2 separate regions of the Mus musculus genome follow, and region 1 is linked to region 2. Evidence: chromatin contacts called from public Hi-C data. All regions are on one chromosome and are shown on one strand. Each heading gives the region's core, a stretch centred on a gene start, on an enhancer-like site or on the middle of the called end of the contact. The rest is flanking DNA. Distances are from core to core; before and after follow the strand shown. Region 1 holds the start of Rtl3 (retrotransposon Gag like 3). Region 2 has its middle 36 kb from the start of Rtl3.

Region 1 (6,748 bases), core at 2,374-4,873, 36 kb before region 2:
ATGGTCTCTTTATCTTTGATTATTTTTACATATACATAAGTACAGCCGGCTGTGGTCCTACAGTGGTGCTTGTATGTATGCCTTTTATAGTGGTCTATTTACCCTACAATAGCTTTCCTAACAAGAAAAATCTTCAAGGGTTGGCATCCTTTCAAAATAAACTACAAAAATGATAGCATCCTCAAGAAATTTTACTTTAAAGACTTCCACATTGGGTCTTCTCTTCCACAGGTGACAGACATCTGATCAGAATAAAAGTTTTCTTATGTGTGTGGCAAGAAATAAAATGAGAAGAAGAAATACAACAAATTTTGACTTCCCCAGAGTGCTCCTAAGATGGAACCTGCTCCCACTCTATGAACAAATGCCCAGAATCCCTTTCATATTAAGGAAGAATTCTTGCTTGGCTTTTCAACAGCTAAAGGAGTAAGTGATTATAACTGTCTTGGTGTTAACATACTGTAATCAGTGTGTTGTTGACAATCAAAAGGAAGGCCTTAATTTGTTCCATGAACATGAAGGGTTAAATTTAAGAAAGTGCTGCAAGCTCTAACATAGGAATAACATGTTTAACACAACAGTCATCAGGGTGGGACTGCCCCCAAGGGGGAGCTGAGCATTGTGCCAGAGACCTGTGGGGTAACCTGCCCTGTTGGTTCTATACAGGGTTAATAGAGAGAATAGCAGGAACTTAAGTTGCTTAAAGCTACAGACCAGCCAGCCTGAAGGAGAAAGAGCCTGGCAGGGGTCTAAAATGTTTCAGATTGTGCATTTACCAACAAAGTAAGATCACACTTCACAAAGGAATGTACCAAGTAGAACTTCATCTCATTCAACCTTTCCCTTCTCTTTCTTCCCAAGCTAACAATCAACATATGCAACTTATTAACATAACTGAGCAGGAACATTTTTTATTACTGTGCAGGCTTTGTAAGTCTGTGAAATGAACAGATTTGTCTTTTTTTCCCTGAAATATTAATTTGCCTAGTTAACAGAACTTCACTTACTTAAAATGTTTTCATAACCATCCTAAAGACTCCATAAACTCCATCATGTTGTGAGTTTAGGAAGGATTAAACTGAAGGAGAACATGATGAGCGTTTGCACGTGATTGCCTCCCTATTCTTACTTTCCTATTCTTACTTGACTAATTCAGGATAGTAAAACCACTTTAGGCATTTGGACAAAAGTCAGTGTAACTTTTTTTTTTCACTCAAAAAAGAATAATTCTCTATGTTTACGCAGTTTGGAACTTGCACTTAAGGACATTGAAATTTGGTCTTTGCTCTTTAGTGAAGGGGAGTCAGGGAAAAAAGGTCCCTGTGTTTACCCACTGAATAAATATGCCTCTAGGCAAGGCACTGTTTGGTGCTTTAGTCCGTGGACTTTTTAAACATCTATCTTGGCTGCTCGACAATCCTCATGTTAATCACCTCATCTTCCCGCTTAGGTGCCTCCAGTTCTAATTCAAGAGAATTATTTGGCAAAGTAAATGATCCATGACCCAACCAGGAAGGAAAGATAAAAGCTCCAGAGTGGTGAAAAATTAATGCTGTAAAATCCATGAGCTGTAGATTTCTTCATATGAAGTGTCCTTGCTCAAACAATTCTGGAACGTTTACCTATTAAATTCCATAATTCTAAGATGACTATAAACAATAAATTAAAATTGTTACTTCTGCTACAGGGCTTATTATTGCTCTTAACTTGCATTAAGTGTGATTATCTTTTATACTACGATAAGCATTTTACACACATTATTTCATTCATGTATTCATTGTGTGGGGTGTGTGTGTGTGTGTATGTGTGTGTGTGTGTGTGTGTGTGTGTGTGTATGTATGTATGCATGCATATGTGTGTGTTATAGACTCTCACATAACCCAAAATGGCCTCGAACTCACTATGTAGCTGAAAATGGCTTAAACTCCTGATACTCCTGTGTCTGTTTCCTGAATGTTTGGATTATAATATTTGGATATTTTACTGATTATTCACACCACTCCTGCAAAGTTAAATACTGTTATTGGCTCCATTTCACAGTTGCATAAACTGAGGTTTGAACTCTAAATTTTAGAAGGACTAAGAAAATTACCAAATCTGTGCAAGTTTAGTGTAGATGGGCATAAAGGGAATGGTGTGGAGGATTATTTAATAGCAAATGAGTATTGTATATATATATATATATATATATATATATATATATTAATATATATATATATATATATATTAATATATATATATATATATATATATAAACAAGATTCTAGAAAACATAGCACTTTGAAGAACCTTAGTTTGGGTATAGATTGCTTTATAATTCCCAATAACTGTCAGGGACATATAAACATCACAACAGTAAAACTAGTTAGTTGTATAAGTATGGCTATCAGACAACTTAAATAGTTTATTCTATGTCTCAAACTGTCCACTCATTAATGATAAGAAAATAAAACAAATGTCATAACTATAACTATCTCTCTGTTTTTTAATTGGTGAAGGCATTATTAAATGTCTTTTTATTTCTTCTCAATGGGAAAGAATGCTTTAGTTTTCTGAAAGTTTTTACACAAATAGAATAAATTGTCTGATAATGGTGATATTTTTATGTATGTTTTACTTTTAAAATAATTGCAAGATAGGTACAGAACAAACTAAAGATGCACATGATTTTACTTTCTTCTTAAAGCCTCTGTATTCAGATTCAGCTAGCCTAGGCAGTCAATTTTCTGTGGTTTAGGCCTATTCTATCTCCAGGATTTATTCCACTATGCTAATAAGTGGAACTGACCATGTTTAAAGGAGACTTGGGACCATGGCTGAATTGCGTGATTTGAAGTAGCCTTATATAACTCATTGCTGCAATTAAAATAGTTGTTTCTGATCCTTGCTTTAAATGGCCATATGATCTATGCCTAGCATAAAACTATGATTTGGCATGAGAAAACAAAGAGACCAGTAAAAGTAGGGCATCCATGTGCTGTCAGGAGCTACCTGAGCAGCTCAGGTGGGCGGAAGAACCCTGGGCAGGTATATTCACAATCAGCCAAGTGCTTTTTACAAGATAGCCAATCAAAAGTTTGCCTCTCTGACATCCTTACTCTATTATAAGTTTCCTAGATCTGTCCACGGTGAAGATTCTAAAAAAGTATTTCAAGGTGGGACACTCGGGACTGAGTAGGTAGACAGGAGGAAGGACTGAGGGGGCTGTAGTTTGCTCTCTAAGTAAGAATTAAACAAACGTCTCAGTGTGGATAGAGTACGGGTAAGTTACGTGAAACAGACATAAAAAAATCAAATCCCAAACCACTGCGGTCATTCAGAAATGTTTGCAACTTTTCACAAGGGCAGTGGTATTACTCCCAATTTCCTGACCAAATATTTATTAAAGTAACCAAGGACTGAGTGCACGAAGCTGCCTCACATTGGCGCAGCATCCTACTTTCCTTCTAGCTCGGAACTGTGAGGTACTGTCAAAAGAGAGAGAGAGAGAGAGAAAAAAAAAACCACTCTTCCATACTCAAAATAGCTACGTTACAGAGGAGAGTTGGAACGTGTTCTGGGAGTGGGTGTGTTTGTTTGAGTTCAGTGTGTGCAGAAAAGGCAAGCCTCCGCAGCCATTCACACACTTCTCTCCTCAGCGATGGCTATGCAGACAGCAGAGCTCCAGCCCTACATCTCTAAATGGTAATGTACATCTATAAAGAGGATTTTGCTAACTATTTTGAAGCATTTTATAAATAATATGCATGTGCCTGCTTAATATGTATATATGTATGCTCATTTATTTATTTATTTATTTATTCAACTTTTGCTTGCTTTCTCCCGTGTCTGATTGTGTGTGGTTACTTGTGTGGTATGATTTCTGAGGTGGGAGAAAGAGCACCCCCACCCCCAATTCCTATGCTAGTCACTCAAAATATCTCTTGTGTTAGTCCTCCCAAACCTAAAATCCCCATAGCGCTCTAAACATCTGATTTGGTCGCTGAAAGCAGCTGCTAACATCCAAATGTTACATTGAAATATTAGGTAGACACTAGAAATTAAAAACGACTTAAAACAAAGGCATATGGGGCAATTGTTTCTGATATAGTGTGAAGTTTCAAAAAATGCAAACTGACATGTACAGTCTGGGTCATGTGCTTGTAAAATGTCATGAGGTCAGGGCAAATAAATATACTCCAGTTCATGAACATGAGCTTGTGGTAAAAGAAAGCCAGCAGAGTTGGACAGATTTTGTTGATTTATATAGAATGAGTGCTTTCCACAGTTTCTGATCCTCAGCTCCCTCTCTCTTCACAGTGTGTCTCACACTTCCCGGTGCTGAGCTCTAAGGCTCCCAGTGACCTCTTGATAATCAGCCTTGGCTGGGTCCAAATCCCCACCCCTTGGAAAAGTCACGGAGCCTGACGTCTGTCTGCCTGTGAGCCGCTTTCAGCAAAGACCTCACAAGCAGCTACTCAATCTCTCTTGGTAGCAAGTTGCCAAACCAGGCCCGTTTCCTCAAAAGATGGTAGAGGACTTAGCAGCTTCCTATGTTACTCTGAAATTGGAGAATGAAATTCTGCAGGCTCAAGTGAAAAGGCTCATGGAAGAAAATGCTGCCCTCCAGGCCCAGATACCAGAGCTCCAGAAATCCGGAGCAGTCAAAGAGCATGAACCACTCCGAAAGCCCTCAGAGGCCCAAGAGCCCCCAGAGTCCCCAGAGTTCCCAGCAGCCAGGGAGTCACAGAACCCCTGGGAACCCCCAGCAACCACAGAGCCCGGGGAGCCCACAAAGATCAGAGAGCCCAGGGAACCCTCAGCCATCAGTGAGCTCAGGGAACCCCCAGAGATCAAGGAGCCCCAGGAGCCCCCAGAGACCAATGAGTCTGGAGAATCCTCAGCCATCACAGAGTTCAGGGGATCCCCAGAGATCAAGGAGCCCCATTTGCCCCCAAAGTCCAAGGAGTACTGGGGACCTCAGGAGCTTCCAATGGTCAAGGAATCCTGGGAGCCCCCAGAGGCCCTGGATTCCACAGCCTGGAAGCCACCAGCAGTCAAGGAATCCCAGGAGATCCAGAAGGCTCTGGAGTCCCCAGCAACCCAGAGGCCCCAGGCGTCCCCAAGGGGTTATGATCTCCCAGCAGTCTGTGAGGCGGAGCCCACAGACAACCAGGGTACCCCAGCCCTCAAGGAGCTTCAGAGTCCACAGCTCCACAACCCTACAAATGATGAGGAGTCTCAGACGGTTCCAGAATACCAGGAGACCTCATCACAGCTGGAGCCCCTTGAGCATCCACCTCCCCAGGAGACTCTGGAGCCTCGGGTGCCCCAGGAGCCCCTGGACCCCTCAGATGCCGAGGAGTTTCTAGAACTCTCAGTACCTGAAGAGTCCCTAGAGGGCCTGATAGTTGCGAGAACAGGAACAGAACAGGCCCAGTGTGAATTAGAGGCTACAACTTTGCCCCTAGAGTACCCTTTGGCCTTCAGTGAGGATTTTCAGAAACTCTCTGAGTTTTTAGTTCAGTTGACCAGTTACCTGAGAAGCAGAGGGTATCCCACTGAAGCGGCTCTAGTGAGCTTTGTTGGCAGCTTCTTCTCAGGTGAGGCGGGAAGGATGTTCCAGCCCTTATTAGATAGCCAACCCCCCCTGGTGGAGCAATTTGAAAGGCTCCTGCGAGCGCTCCAAGATACTTTTGACAATCCAGAAAGCTTGGAAGTTGCTAACCAGGGCCTCCCTCAACTTCGCCAAGGGGAAGGCCTTGCTCCCAGGTACTCAACCCGCTTCCATCTCATTGCGCAAGAGTTAGATTTGGGTGAAAGCACGCTCTGCATCCAATTTCAAGAAGAGCTTGCCAGTTCTATTCAAAATGAACTGTCTTGCACAAGTCCAGCCACCAACCTATCTGATGTGATCATTGAGTGTGTCACCCTAGAAGAGAAGGCAAGTGGCGGGGTTGATTCCAGTTCATCATCGTCTGAAGAGGAAAATGGGTCCGAGGGTCCTCCCACTGAAAACCAACCTGTTCAAGCTACAAGTAATCGCCCCCACCTCAGCGAGGCTGAACGGGCAAGACGCCGCGAAGGCCACTTGTGCCTCTACTGTGGCCATCCAGGTCATTTTGCCAGAGACTGCCCTGTCAAGCCTCATCGTGTCCAGCAGGCGGGAAACATGGAGGCCCGGCGGTAAGGGGGATCCCGGGCGGGCCAATCTACAAATACGCGTCCCCCTCTCTTCCCATATCTATGTCCCGTACCCTGTGGCTAACTGTCGAGATTAGGCTTGGAAGACGGCAATTCTTTGAGCAAGCAATGGTGGATTCAGGCTCCTACAGAAACAGCATCGACCGCTCTGTGGTTCTTCGAGAGAAGATACCAATCCGCAATAATATCTTCCCTCTTATGCTTGAAACGGTCGATGGGCGTCCGCTGATTAATGGACCCATTACCAAAGAAACCCCACCTGTTGAAGTAAAAATTGGAAACCACGTTGAAGAGCTCCAGTTTGACATTATTCATGCACCACGCTACCCTCTGATTCTTGGAATCCATTGGCTTGAGACCCATGACCCAAACATCGAATGGAGTACCCGAACTGTGTCATTTCCATCGCATTACTGTCATTACAATTGCTTCAGGCACAGGTGGAATCGAAGACGGCGTGATGAAATAATTGCTGGTTAGATGGTGGGTCCTAGTGACTTCTGGCCATCTGTCTTCTGTTACCTCAGCTGTCATCAGCATTTGCTGCTCTCTGAATCTTTCACTG
Region 2 (6,709 bases), core at 2,164-4,663:
AGCAATTTTAGGATTTCACAACAATTGGAAAGATAAAAAAATAATAAAAAGTTAAAGTTATAAAAATAGTACAGAGAGATGTAAACCACACAGCTTTTCTTGTATTAACATCTAGTGACCATCGCACAATTGCCAAAATAAGAAACATACCTAAAAACCAGGCTTATAGTAACAGGCAAAGGTTCCATTTAGTACAGTGTATCTCAGATCCAATCAAAAGGTGACTGGCTACCCCCACAGCATTTGTGCCTCTATTGCACAGGTGGGCAAATCTTGACTAAGTAAATTGGTTTTGTGGTTTGTATAGTTCACTTTTGTAGAAGGCTCTAAATACTTTTCTCTCTCAGTAGCCAACATTTGTCTAACAGCAGCATTTGTCTAGAGTATAGATGTAAATATTTCAAAGATATTTTAGCTACGTGTCCATTTCACAATACATTAGCAGTATACTCGTCCTTAGGAACTGTGATTCCCTAAGCTATCAGTTTTTACCCAGATTCGCAGTACCAGATATGTATCCTCTTTGTAGGATTGCTCTTCATATCCAATGAGAAAGTGGTTAGTTATGCCACGATTGTAACAGTGGAAAGAGTTTTCTGGTAAAACATTGTTTTTGGAGTCTCTGGAGACAGGCCAACAACAAATAGGAAGATATTCCTCATATGACACATCTTTTTCTTTTCCGAATCTTGTTTGTTTAAGCACATGGGCTTTTGTGTAACGACCTATGGTTTCTAGGAGCAGCATTATCAGTTCTTGCACGGTACTTCTCCTCAAACTTTTTTTGGGGGGCGGTTCTTTCAAGACAGCATTTCTCTGTGTAGCCCTGGCTGTCCTGGAACTCACTTTGTAGACCAGGCTGGCCTCAAACTCAAATCTGCTTGCCTCTGCCTCCCAAGTGCTGGGATTAAAGGCGTGTGCCACCACCACCCAGCTCCCCTCAAACTTTTAAAGAATTAATTATATCATTTAGTTACTAGATAATGCACTAGGTTTCTAGATATGTTTTTTTTCTAAATGCATGGAACATGTTTCATTTTCAAATAATAATACAACATTATATAATTTATTTTAAAACTGATCAAAGACTTATAAGTAAGAGTTAAATTTATAAAACTTTTAGAAGAAATCCCAGAGCTACATCTTTGTGCCCTTGTATTTAGCAATGAATTATTGGAAATGATACTGCAACAAAATCAGCAAAACCAAATATGGATAAATTGCATTTCATCAGAATTAAAAACATTTTTGATTCAAACAATATTACCAATAAAGCAACAAGATAACACACAGAATTGAAGAAGGTATTTTTAAATAATGTGTCTAATAAGTATCCAATATTCAAAATATATCACCACATATCTCTCAACAATTAAAAAAGGAATTACTTCAAAATCAACAAAATTTCAAATAGGTATTTCTATAATTAATTTAAACAAATAGTTAATGAACACATAAATATGAACAATGTTATCAGTCAGTAGAGCAGTACAAGAGGAGGAAGTAGATCATTGAGGGTAAAGCTTTGGGAGTTTATTTTCTCTGTTTGTTTCTTCTCTTTTTTACCTATGTCCTGATCACAGTGACCTGAACTATGCTTTCCTATCCATTATGGACAGAAAACTCTGAAAACATGAGCTAAGCTAAATGTCTTCCCTTAATCTATTCTCTCAAATATTTTTATTACACCTGTAATAAGATGACTAATACAGAAAACTGGTATCAGAGGACTGGTTTACTGTTGTGATTATACTTCACTATAATGTCTTAAATCTTTGGAACTCGATTCTGGGAAGAATTTGAAAGAACGTAGAGATATAGGCATGAAAATATTTGACTACAATCAGAGCATATCTGGAATGACTTCAGAAGACCAGAATCCTGGACTGATAAAGACAATGAAGGCCAGAATCACAAAGTTTCAAAAAGGAATAAGAATTCTGCCTAGCAAACACAGAAGTGGATGCTCACAGTCAGCTATTGGATGGATTACAGGGACCCCAATGGAGGAGCTAGAGAAAGTACCCAAGGAGCTAAAGGGGTCTGCAACCCTATAGGTGGCACCCCCCCCCAGAGCTCGTGTCTCTAGCTGCATATGTATCAGAAGATGGCCTAGTCGGCCATCATTGGAAAGAGAGGCCCATTGGTCTTGCAAACTTTATATGCCTCAGTACAGGGGAATGCCAGGGCCAAGAAGTGGGAGTGGGTGGGTAGGGGAGTGGGGTGAGGGTATGGGGGACTTTTGGGATAGCATTGGAAATGTAAATGAAGAAAATACCTAATTAAAAAAAAAGAATTCTACTAAACACTAGACTAGATCTATTTTATTAGTTAGAGTTTCTATTGCTGTGAAGAGATACCATGAACAAGGCAGTTCATATAAAGAAAAACATTTATTTGGGGTTGGCTTACAATTCAGAGGTTTAGTCCATTGTTATTATAGCAGCATTCAGGAAGACATGATGCTGGAGAAGGAGCTGAGAGTTCTACATTTAAATCAACTGGCAACAGGAAAAGAGTAAGAACATTTGGCTTGGTTTGTGCATCTGAAACCTGCAAGCCCAACCCCAGTAACACACTTCCTCCAACAAGCCCCATCTACTCCAACAAAGCCATATGTCCTTAATAGTGAAACTCCTATGGGTCCATAATTGACATTTTCATTCAAACTACCACATCCATTCATGTCACAAAAATGTCTACTTTTTGTCCAAGTTCTTGTGCTTTGAGTGAGGCTAATTGTTTTTATTATTATTATTATTATTATTTATTAAGAATGACTAATTTGGAGAAGAATTTTTCAAGAATAGTATTCAGGCTGAAGTATGTTCATTGCTGGATGTTCTTAGACAGGTCTGTAACGAGACTACAGAGCAAAAATATTTGAAAAAGCTGCTATTTATCCAGAAGAAACAATTAGTTGAATGTTATGAATAAGTAGAGACTTGTTTTTAAAGAGATTGGCACCATTAAGTTAAAGCCAATTCTTTTACATTGGAATAATGGTAAAGAGGCTTTGAGGCATCCCAGGAAGCATCGCACCCATTTCAGACTCCAAGCTATAAAACTGAATTCACTTGAAAGGCATTTTCCTAAGAACAAGGAGTTGAGTTGCTGGGGTACCCCTGTGACACAGGGCCACCTAGGGAGTTTTTTTTTTTTTTTAATTTTCAGCAGCCTAGGCATTCAGATGCTGCTATAGTTATTCAGAGCACAGATACTGCTTGAACTGGCAGCAGTCCTTAACATCATCCTTGTGACGCTGGTTGTATCGGAATGCAGAATACACAAAGAGTAGCATCATAGAGGCTGGCACAAAGATTACAAAGAAAAGCCTAAGAGGCTAGGCAATGTGTAATAGGATCTCTAGGAGTGACCAGTGTTTGAAAAGTAAATCCTACACAATGAAAAACTCAGGATGTTGGACATGCCAGGAATGTGGAACACTGCTGAGGAATGCTATGGACAGTGAATAGAGTCAGTCCAAGAGAGAGCTCATATGGGTTGGAACCAGAAAAGTCATGGGAACAGAGCTTCTCAAGCAAGACAGCTGGAGCTCAAACATTTACCCCACTGGGTTTCAGTATTGCTCAAGTCTGCTATCCCTTATTAGTCTCCTATTCCTTCTTTTTATTGTGAGAATGCTTACTCATTGCCATTGCATATTAGAAGTGGACAATTTTCCTTTCGATTTTTCAGGCATTTCAAGGAGCCTTGAGTCTCAGAGAAGATTCTAGACAAACTTTTGAAAACATGTTGCATTCTCAAGACTTTAGAGATTCATGTAGGTTAACTAAGTGTATCTTGCACCATTAACTAGACTTGAGGTTTCAGAGTACGGGGCAGAAGTTTAACATTTGCAAATTAAATGGTACTACAAGCTCATATGTTAAATCCTTGTTCCCAGATGGTGCTGGTACTTTGGAGTGCTGTGGAAACTTTATAAGGCATAAGACCTAGTTGACTGTAGATCACTGAGAGGGGTCCCTTGTGGGTATCTTGTCCATGAAACCCACTGTGTCCTATCTGTTCCCTTATTATCCAGGAAGTGAAATGTTAAACTCCTCTGCCATGTGTTTTCAGTGCCATACTGTTCTACCAAATCACACAGAGATAAGGGATCCTGTAGTGAACCTTGTGAAATAACAAGCCAAAATAAATCCTTCTTCTAAGTTGTTTTCATACAGCATTCTGTCATGGTAATGAGACTATAATTAATACAAATGTCTGATATTTGAAAATTAGTAAGCCTAACCATTAGCAAACCACTAATCAGATTATATGGAGAAATCATTACACCTCAGTTATAAGAGCTGTTTTCAAATAAAAGACAAAAAATTTTGGTCAGAATATACAAGAAAAAGAATTATTATAAGCCATCTGATGAGACTATAAATCGGCACTAGCAGTATGGCCAAAAGTATAATGGGAATTTAAAAAGCTAAAAATTGTTCTACTATGTGATTCAGCTACTACACTTCTATACATAAACACAGAGGAAATGAAGTCACCATAGCAGTTATAGCTACACTCTCATGTTTATTGAAACACTATTCACAATAGCTAAGATATGGAATCAGTGTAGGTTCCCATTGATGCATGAATGGATAAAGACAATGTGGTATATATACACACAATGGCAAAATTATCAGCTGGAAAGAAAAATAAAATTCCTTCATTTTCAAAAAAAATGGAAGGAACTAAAGTGCAGTAATCTAAGTGAAATAATCTAGACAAAGACAAATACCATTCTTTCTCAGATTTGGAAGCAAAAAACATATATATGATAATAAAATAAAGTCAACTTGAAGATAAACTTACTAATTACTAGAAGTTAACCTACTATATTGTTTATAAAGAGCTAGAAAAGAGAAACACAAAGCTGCATAAAGCATAAATAAATGGTGAAGAGGGAAATGCTTTGATTTGGTGAGAGCATAGTATTGAAATATCACAATGTGATCCTGTGATGGCTAGTTTTCAAGTCAAAACAGGCTGGAGTCTTCTGAGTGAAGGGAATCTCAATTAAGAAAATGCTTCCACAAGATTAGGCTACTAGCTGTATGGGATTCTCTTAATTAGTGATTGATGGGAGAGAGCCCTGCTCATTATAGGTAGTGTCATCCCTTGGCTGGTGGTCCTGTGTTCTATAAGCAAACAGACTGAGCAAGCCAGTAAGCAGCACCCATCTATGGCCTCTGCATCAGCTCCTGCTTCCAGGTCCCTGCCCTGTTGAAGTCTCTGTCATAACTTCCTTTAATGATGAACAGTGATATGGAAATGTGAGCCAAAGAAGCCCTTTCCTCACCAACATGACTTTTTGTCATGGTGTTTCTTCACAGCAATAGAAATGTAAAACAAAAATTGGTATAAAGAGTGTTGGGAATTGCTTTGACAAACCTGATCGTGCTTTGGGAAGGATTGTGGAACTTTGGGATAGAAAACCATTGAGTACTGAAAGTCTAGTGGGCTGTTGTTCTGTAGGAGCATAGAAGATAAGAATATTGAGAGCAGTGCAGACAATGGAAACTTGGGAAGTTTCAAAGGGAGCAAATTAAATAACTCTACCACTGGACCATTAGTATAAAAAAAAATCTGTGGTATCTGGTCAGCTATGGTGAAGAAATTTCTGTGATTAAGAAGAGACCAGAATCATTGAGGGGTAATTTGGGGTAAGTGTTTCTTCAGGACAAGCACACAGAGCTGTGTGTTCTAGAGATGGCCAAGGCTGTATCTTGGGCTGGCGACTGAACTTGGTAGTGATAGAATCACCCAGGTGGCACTTGTTTTGAAGGCATGAAGGGGTCATGGAGAACAGCTGAGCCTTGGCACTGTGCTGAAGTTTCTGAAGAGACCTCTGGAGAGGCTTTTAGTGAAAGTATAGCCCAGTTGCCCCAGAAGACTGCAGCATTTTGGAGATACCAACACTGTGGGATGACCACCATGAACAGCATCAGTGGTAGAGTAGAGCGAACCAGGGCCCAGAAGATAAGCTGTGTGTGCTACAGCAATAGTAATCTTAACTAACACAATTTCATTAATGCATTAATACGAAATAATTAATGCATAATAAAATCTTTGTAATATATTTCCAACATGTAGACTTCTTTAAAGATGGTTACTTTAAGTCCATGTTTTTGTGTATGTATACACTATGAACTCTTATTTCTTTGCATGCCTAATAATTTTATCTAGAATATTGGACATTTACATATGTCATGTTTTAGAAGTCAGATTTTATATCTCCTATAGGCTTATTATTGTTTTTTCATTTATTGAACCTTTAAAACTAATTTTGCAACCTCTATATTCTGTGTCTTATATAATCACTAAAGTGTCTGTTCCATCAACTTCATGATCAGCTAATTATTGTATAGTCTTTTTCTTAAAAATCAGAAACTAATCTTTTCAAAGAACTGTGGGGGAGAGCGTACATGCACATAAACACATGCACACACACACATACACACACACATACACATACACATACACATACACATACACATACACATACACACACACATACACAGAGAGAGAGAGAGAAAGAGAGAGAGAGAGAGACTTTACTACTTTCAGAGAGCCTCAACCTAAGCCATAAATATTAAGTTAGAGCCTTCTCTAGTCTTTACTGAGCATGTACACTATCCAGAGTTTCACACGTCCAATGTATACACATAGATTCCTAGAATCTCAGGAACTTATCATAGAT

Evidence for each region. Hi-C and Micro-C count contacts between places; a contact is called where the count stands out from the background.
Region 1: a Hi-C map of muscle stem cells shows a contact between it and region 2, with 2.1 times the contacts expected there. The contact joins the promoter of Rtl3 here to the enhancer-like site in region 2. A contact is called at or near these places in 4 of 484 Hi-C or Micro-C datasets (double positive thymocytes, muscle stem cells and nephron progenitors), 1 of 115 datasets of contacts at active chromatin or transcription factors (embryonic fibroblasts) and 1 of 9 other capture datasets (liver).

Annotation. Positions count from the first base shown.
Region 1 is chrX:106,837,414-106,844,161 of GRCm38.p6, reverse strand. It overlaps Rtl3 (retrotransposon Gag like 3), which reads left to right and starts at 3,623. Exons shown (of 2, transcript NM_199468.2): 1 at 3,623-3,684; 2 at 4,300-6,748. The coding sequence starts at 4,508. The coding sequence ends at 6,169.
Region 2 is chrX:106,801,330-106,808,038 of GRCm38.p6, reverse strand. No RefSeq gene overlaps it. Among named protein-coding and RNA genes, the nearest start is that of Rtl3, 36 kb to the left of the region's middle. Within about 2 kb of position 3,413, at least 9 of the 459 cell types and tissues checked have an H3K27ac peak or open chromatin away from gene starts, as enhancers often do. A contact at or near this core is called in muscle stem cells, where this site is marked.